Regions from separate parts of the Oryctolagus cuniculus genome. Here region 2 is linked to region 1. A link is a contact called in public Micro-C data. All regions are on one chromosome and are shown on one strand. The core of a region is the stretch at or near the end of the contact, and the rest is flanking DNA. Distances in the headings are between cores, read along the strand shown. Region 1 holds the start of SUN2 (Sad1 and UNC84 domain containing 2). Region 2 holds the start of RPL3 (ribosomal protein L3).

The links. Hi-C and Micro-C count contacts between places; a contact is called where the count stands out from the background.
Region 2: a Micro-C map of ear pinna shows a contact between it and region 1, with 4 times the contacts expected there. The contact joins the promoter of RPL3 here to the promoter of SUN2 in region 1. A contact is called at or near these places in 2 of 6 Hi-C or Micro-C datasets (ear pinna and an unstated tissue).

What each region holds. Positions count from the first base shown.
Region 1 is chr11:115,346,634-115,350,360 of mOryCun1.1, reverse strand. It overlaps SUN2 (Sad1 and UNC84 domain containing 2), which reads left to right and starts at 1,669. Exons shown (of 18, transcript XM_070052930.1): 1 at 1,669-1,930.
Region 2 is chr11:115,614,188-115,617,945 of mOryCun1.1, reverse strand. It overlaps RPL3 (ribosomal protein L3), which reads left to right and starts at 1,833. Exons shown (of 10, transcript XM_002711388.5): 1 at 1,833-1,936; 2 at 2,509-2,701; 3 at 2,951-3,119; 4 at 3,458-3,593. The coding sequence starts at 1,934. LOC127491215 (small nucleolar RNA SNORD43) reads left to right here and starts at 2,288; the gene lies at 2,288-2,351. It overlaps LOC127491250 (small nucleolar RNA U82P), which reads left to right and starts at 3,405; the gene lies at 3,405-3,457.

The sequences.
Region 1 (3,727 bases), core at 420-2,919:
ACGAATCGCCACAAGTCTGGCGACTGAGGGCCACAGAGATTTATTCTCTCTCAGTTCTGGGGACCGGATCTCTGAAATCGACACTGCCGGGCCCAAATCGTTGGCAGGACCGTAGCACCCTCCGGGCACTTCCGGGGAGGGCCCTGTCCTTGCCTTGTCCAGCTGCCTGTGGCTGTCCACAGCCCAGGGCTTGGGGCTGCCTCACCCCAGCCTGGCCTCCGCGGCCACACTCCCCTCTCCGCTGCCTCCCTCTTGAAAGGACACTTGCGGTTCCATGGAGAGCCCACCCTGATAATCCAGGATAATCTCCTCAAGTCAAGACCCCTAATTTAATCACATCTGCTGGGTCACGTTCCCGGATCCCAGGGATTAGCACCTAATCTCTGCGGAGAGCATTATCCCACCCACCGCCTCCCGCCGCCCAGCGCACAGGGGCCTCGCATCCTGTCCCTCCAGGAGGAGAGGAGCAGGCTCCGCAACGCAGACTCCACAGGAAGTGGCTGGGCCAGGACCGGGGAGCACCAGGGGCTCAGAGGACAAGAGGGCCCCTGGCCTCGCTGGCTGTGGCCCCTGCACCTGGTCTGCACCCTCTCTTCAGGGACAGGGGCGCCCCAGGCCGCAGGGGGCTCGCAGTCCAGGACCAGGAGCAGCGCCAGCCAGCCACCTGTCTCCACGATGCTGTGACGGTGGGCAACACCCACACCCGCTTGGGAATGGGGCGAGGGAGGCCCAGAGGCAGCCACCCCGCCCTCAGCGCCTGCCTGTGCCTGCCCCGCGATTTTGTCATTTCTACAGTTTCCTCTCTGTGAGAAGTGAAGCAACCCTGTTTCAACTTTCCCCGGAAGAGCTTCGCGGGAGGGACCTGGCCACAGAGGCGGCAGGTGGGAGCCAAGCCAAGGAGCCCCGGAGCCAGGTGTCCCCTCTGTCACCCGCTCCAAGTCTGGGTCAGGCAGGAGAACACACAGCCAGCCCTGCCTGCCTTCCACTGAATCTGGGGAACGCCCCGCCCCCCCCCCCCAGCCTCACCAAACCCAGAATCCCCTAAACACCATCACGTGCGTCTTGGGGTCCTCTGATCTAAGTTGCGCCTCTTTCTAACCGCGTGGCTTTAAGTAAGCCGTTTAAACCTCCGCGAGCCTTGTCCTCGCTTGGAAGTGGGCGTGGGAATGGGCAGTAAGGGGCCCTTGCGCAAGCCCCTGGCACGTCACGGCCACTGGGCAGGGGGTCTGCAGGCTCCCACCTTCCTCTCGGGCCTTCCTGGGCAATCCCCCAGTGTTTCTAAGACCCCGACATCAGGGCCTGGTACAGTCAGCCCGAGGGGCGCTGGGGGGCGCGGGCCGCGCCGCGCGTATCGGGTGAGGGCCACGAGGGGACACCCCCAGCTGTCTCCGGTGATCCGAGGACCCGGACCTGGAATCCAAGGCTCAGCCAGTCAGACCCGGCAGAACTCCCGTCCCAGGCTGGCCCCAGCTGCGTGCCCCGGCGGCCCGGGGTCGCAGCCTCCCCCGCGCAGACTCCCGGCCCGGCGCGCGGGGCCGCGGGGCCCATGGGGAGGGCGGGGCGAGTCGGAGCCTTTGTGTTCAAACCGGCCAATGGGCGGCATCGGAGGGCGGCGACGGCTGGCGGGGCCTGGCCAATGGGCTGAAGCCTGTCAGCGCTGACTGACAGCAGCACACATACACACTGGGCCACGCGCGCACAGCCCGGCCCCACTCGCGCAGCGCGGGCCACGGTCGGCCGCATTGTCCGCCCGCCAGCCCGCCAGCCCCTGTGGGTTCCGCGCTGCCGCTCCCTGCGCGCTCCGGCCCGGCCGCCGCTTCGGACCTGCGTTCAGCGCGGCCCGCGCCATCTCGACGCGGGAAGGGGGCGCGCCCCGTGGCGCCGCGGGCCTCGGACGCCCCCGGCCCCGCACGGAGCAGCCGCGAACCAGGTAACGGGGGTGCTAGGGCCGCTCCGCACTCCCCCGCGGGCCCGGCGCCCGGCCTGACCCCGGGTCAGCCGAGGGCCGCTCCGGCCAGGGCCGAGCTGCCAGGCCTGCTGGTCCGTCGCCGGGCCAAGCTGGGCCAGGCTCCAGCCCGGCCGGGCGCACGCCCCTGGGCGGGTGCGGAGGGCCCCGCGGTGCCCCGGCCGGCGCCTGACTCATCTCCCGCCCGCCCCCGCCCCCACGGCCCGCCGCGCCACTGGTCAGCGGGGAGGGCGGCGTCTCCGGGCGGGACTTCCCCGGGCAGAGCCCCGGCTGCCCCAAACCGGCCCAGGGCAGTGCCAGGCGGCTGCTGTCCCGCCAGGCAGGACTCCGGGAGCGCGAGGGAGGCCCGTCTCGTTCAGTTCAGAAACAAAACAAAACAAAACAGCAGAGGAGGGCGGGGTGTGACGGCGCGCGGAGCGGGGGCGGCGGCTGGGTGACAGCTCCCGGGGCTCAGCCCAGGGGGAGTGGGGTGGGAGTGCCCGGGCCCTTCGGCAGGTGTCCTGCGAGGCCCCCTCAGCTCGGTGCCCAGGATCTAGGCTAAGCCTCGAGATGGGGCGGAAACTCCGTATCGCCCGTGATGGGGGAAGCCCGGTGGGCTCCCAGGTGGGGACGCCTGCTTTGTGTGAGCGTTTCGTAACCCGGGTGTGTGCACAGATTACAGCTCCTCAGGCTCGCCTCTTGTTTTGGACGCTGGGCCCCCTTTTTTTTTAAGCCCGGGAAGCTGTAGCTGAATGGTGAACTGTTCTGTGATCCCAGGATGGTGCGAGGGAGGCTGAGAGGCTGGGAGCCGGGGAGGGTGCAGGCAGCCGGTCCTCACCAGGGACCCCAGGCCGCGGGCCAGGGCTGCGTCCACTGCAGCAGGGCAGGGGTTAAGAGGAGGGGCCTTCAGGTGGGGGAGGGCGGGGGTGGGGTGCGATTACCTTATAAGGAATGGAACTGAGCCGGGAGCCAGGCCAACTTCCTGCTCTGGCTACTACCGAGTGGGCCCTTTTACCCAGGGCAGGGTGCCAGGTGGGCACCCTCACTGGGAAGGAGCAGCAAGCCGAGACACGAGCTTGTGGAGATGGGCTTGCAGCTGGACGAACCAGGCGTGCTGGTTCCAGGTCCGCCCCGCCCCCGCCCCCTCCGGCCGAGAACTGGTCATTAGAGAGCAGCCAGGAGCAGCTGAAGTCCCAGGACTCTCGAGCGGCTTGGGCTGTAGCAGGGACCACGCTCGGCCTCCCTGCACACGCGGTGACAGGCGGGTGACAGACGCCGAGTCTTGGAGCTGGAAGACTTCTCCATCTTGCTCTTGCTGGGTCTTTTGTCCACACGGTCAGTTCCGGAGCTGGATTTCTTGGCCCCGTGGTGATTGGTGGGCGGGCAGGGACCTCCATGGCACCCGCCCGCGCTGCTGGTTTGTTAGCGGATACTTGTTATGCGATGACTGTGTGCAGCCTGTCACCTCCCAAACAACTTGAAAACTTCGTGGAGGAGAGAAAGACGCAGCCTCGAGCTCAGCCCCGGCTCTGTCGCTGACAGCCTGGGCGGCGGGAGCCTCACCGTCCCCGGCTCCTCCCTTGCAAATGGGAGTGTTGGTGGCCGCCCTGCTAGGAAGGGGAAACCTGGTACTGAGCGGGCGTTAGCACAGTGTTTCGGTGTCAGCTCAGCACGGTGCATCCGGGGCTGGAGCTGGGGTGACTGGGCAGGTTTGTCTGGGGCCCCAGGGCGGGGGGTGTCGCTGCTGAGAGGTTGGGGGAGACCAGAGCCAGGTACCATCGT
Region 2 (3,758 bases), core at 584-3,083, 270 kb before region 1:
GGTTCCTGCCCCGTAAGTGGGAGACCCAAATGGAGGTTTGGGGTCCTGGCTTTGGCCTGGCTCAACCACAGGATGGAAGATAGCTCTCTCCCTTTCAAATAAACTTTTTTTTTTTTTTAAATAAAGGAAATTGAAGTGAGATGCAGAGCTGAACTGACTTATTTGAGCCAGCTGACTGTCGGATTGACTGAAACTTGGCTATTAGTTACGTGAATGTGCACTGCTTTTTCCTTACAATTTATGTTATCTACTCGAAGGGCAGAGTTAGAGAAAGATCTTCTATCTGCTGGTTCACTCCCTCAGTGGCTGCTACAGCCAGGACAGGGCCAGGCCCATGCTGTGAGCCCAGAACTCCACCCAGGTCTCCCAGGGGGCGCAGGGACCCCAGCACGTGGCCCGTCCTCCACTGCTTTCCCAGGTGCATTACCAGGGAGCTGGATCGGAAGTGGAGCAGCCAGGACGAGAACCGGCGCCCACATGGGATGCTGGTGCCACAGGCAAGCGGCTTACCCCGCTGTGCCGCGCCCCGGCCCCTCTGTTCTAAGCTAGAGTGACTCCATCTGGCTGGGCTGACGGCCCAGTGCCCTACACACTGTGCTTAGCGCTCCCCTCCGTACTGGGGTCCCGGGCAGAGCGGGCCCTCAGAGAGAATTTCCGGAGGGAGCGGCTCAGGGGCCCAAGCTCCGTCTGCAACGAGGGGGTCATGGGACCCCAAGTCTGCAGCTGTGTGAACCCCACCCTGGTCAGATGGGCTTCAGCTCCGCCCTCACTGCCCCTGCTGTCCTGTGATCGCCCTCCTGGCCGGAAGCTTATTAATATTATTTTTTCTGTAAACAAGAGGACGATGCAGGTCTACCCCGTTGTCTGCAACAGTGAAATTAAAATTTTTTTTTTTCTTGGGAGGGACCCGAGCTCTGAACGGAGGTACAGCCGTTTCGAGTTGGTGCTCCTCGGCCACATCTCCACTCTGTGCTTCAGTTCCCGCTGACACACGGAACATTCCAGAAGGTCACCATAATCGTGGCATGCTTGTGTTGGAAGGGCTGTACTGTCGTCACCGCTTACTGGATTCTCACCCCGTCAGAGGGTGCCTACGGGAACACGAGCACTTAGGGTGCAGGTCCACTGGGGCCCGAGCCGCATCCGTGGCAGGCCAGGAAGGGGGGACCACGGTGCACCCTTCCTTATGGAAAGGGGCCGGGGAGGGTGCCGCCCTGAAGGCGGATTTTGAAACGCATCTGGGGTGCAGGCCCGCCAGGATGGGGTGAGGACTGTTAGCAGCAGGTGCAAAGGCCACGGCGGTGGACACTGGCCTGGGCGCCGGCCAGGGAGGCAGGGACGCAGCGCGGGGCCCGCCCGGCGACCTGGGCTCCCAGGAGCCCAGGGCTGGACGCAGGCTCGCCGCCGAGGCCCTCGGCACGAAGCGGGGGCCGCCACGGGGCGAGCGCCGAAAGGAAGCGGGCTACAGGCAAGGCGCAAGCTCGGGCCAGTCCCTCCGACGCAGACCTCTGCCCAGCTCACTGCGCCTGCCGACCCAGCGCGCCGCCGGAAATGGGCTGCCCTGGGCGGGCTGCGGCGCACCGCTGCTCCAGACGTTCGTCCGCGCCCCAGGAACGCAGCGGCGCCGCCATTTTTCGTCATCATTAAGTTTGACTTCTGTCGAACACCGTAGATTCGCTCCAAGCCCTGAATCCGCGTCCGTGTGGCGTCTCAACTAAGTTTGAGCCCAATCACTTGCCATAGCGTCCCTGATGCGGGTGTCCGCCCCTAGTAAAACGAACGAGCATGCGTGGAAATGGCACCCGAGGGCGCCCTCTGACCCGACGTCCGCCGCGGGCGCGCGCCCGTACGCCGGAAGAGGCGGGGCCAAGAATGACTTTATATATCGCGCTCCGCCGGGCCGCAGCCCTCTACCGGCTGGATAGGCGGCACGATGGTACGTGGCGTCTTGGGTGCTTTCTCTCTGTTGCCGATTCCGGCGTGGCCTCATCCGCCGGTCATCGTCGGCATCCTCGCTTGGCCTGAACCGGGAGCCACCCCTGGGAACACGGGGGACACAGTGGCGTCGGCGGTCAGGCTTATTTCTTAGCGTGCGGCGGACTGGTCAGCCGCTGGGCGGCCGGGCGGGAGGAGGCCCGGGAGCCGGGCGCTCGCTGTGAGGGCGGCCCTGTCGGGGGCTCGGCACCGCGTCCGGGAGACCGCGGGGGCAGGCGCGGGGCGCTGCGCCGGCGCCGTGGAGGGGAGTCGGGGCGAGGACCGATCGGGCGGGGGTGTGAGGTCCCGGAGCCGCAGGTGATGAACTCACTGACGGGCGGACAGAGTCCTTGTGCTGATCGTCAGGTTCTGATGGGGCTCTGGGGGGGCCGGGCGGCACGTGCGCGAGTGGGTGGGGGCGTCCCGGGGCCGTGCGGAGCTGCGCGGCCGAGCTGGCCTGCTGCAATGGGCTCCGAGCGCGAGGACGAGCGTCCGACTCCCCGGGGCTGGGCGCTGACGGGGTGCCGTCTGCAGTCGCACAGGAAGTTCTCGGCGCCCAGGCACGGGTCCCTGGGCTTCCTGCCCCGGAAGCGCAGCAGCCGGCACCGCGGCAAGGTGAAGAGCTTCCCCAAGGACGACCCGAGCAAGCCCGTGCACCTCACCGCCTTCCTGGGCTACAAGGCCGGCATGACGCACATCGTGCGGGAGGTGGACCGGCCGGGCTCCAGTGCGTGCGGGGCCGGGGGCGGGAGAGGGCCGCGGGCTCGCAAGGTCTGTGGGGGCAGCGGCTGGCCTGGGGTCTCCCTGCAAAGCCGCGTGGTGGGAGGCGCGCCCCGGGCGCGGAGCCGTGGGGTCTCCTTAAGCGCTTGCCAGCTGCTCCGGGCGGTGTCGTCCCGCCGCGGGGGCAGGCTGCAGGCGGCACCGGGGCCCTGCCTGAGCCGGCTGCCCGCCTCAGCCTCCGCTCTCTGAACTTCAGAGGTGAACAAGAAGGAAGTGGTGGAGGCCGTGACCATCGTGGAGACCCCGCCCATGGTGGTCGTGGGCATCGTGGGCTACGTGGAGACCCCGCGGGGCCTCCGCACCTTCAAGACGGTGTTCGCCGAGCACATCAGTGACGAGTGCAAGAGGCGCTTCTACAAGAACTGGTGAGGCCGGGCCGCAGGCCGGAGCCTCGGGCGGGGGCGGGGCTGACACGGTCTGCTCCTCCTAGGGGTGGGGGGCTCCCTGAGCACGGCCCCTGCCCCCGGGGAGGGCGCCCGGGGCCTCCCCCACAACCGGGGAGGGCCGTGCGCACGTGCAGCATTAACCTTGTGGCCTCCGCTCAGCTCCGCTCGGCTCTGTCCGATGAGCTCCATCCAGGCTCCGCTTGCCGCTGCAAAGCCGGCAATGAGCCGCCCGCCACAGGCACCGTGGGCCTCCCGCCCCCACGGCGGGTGATGAAGGCCTGGCGCGGACCCCCCCCCCCCCCGCTCTGCCCCTGAAGGCACAAGTCGAAGAAGAAGGCCTTCACCAAGTACTGCAAGAAGTGGCAGGACGACGCGGGCAAGCGGCAGCTGGACAAGGACTTCAGCAGCATGAAGAAGTACTGCCAGGTCATCCGCGTGCTGGCGCACACGCAGGTGAGCCCGCGGCCGGCAGGGGGCGCCACGCGGCCCCAGAGCTGCCTGAGGCGGCGTTCCCAAGCTCCCCTCGCTGGTTCCGTCCCTGGGCGGCCACAGCAGCTGGCCAGGCGTTCTTCCCAAGTGGGTGCAGGCGCCGTGGACTTGGCCGTCTTCAGCTGGCCT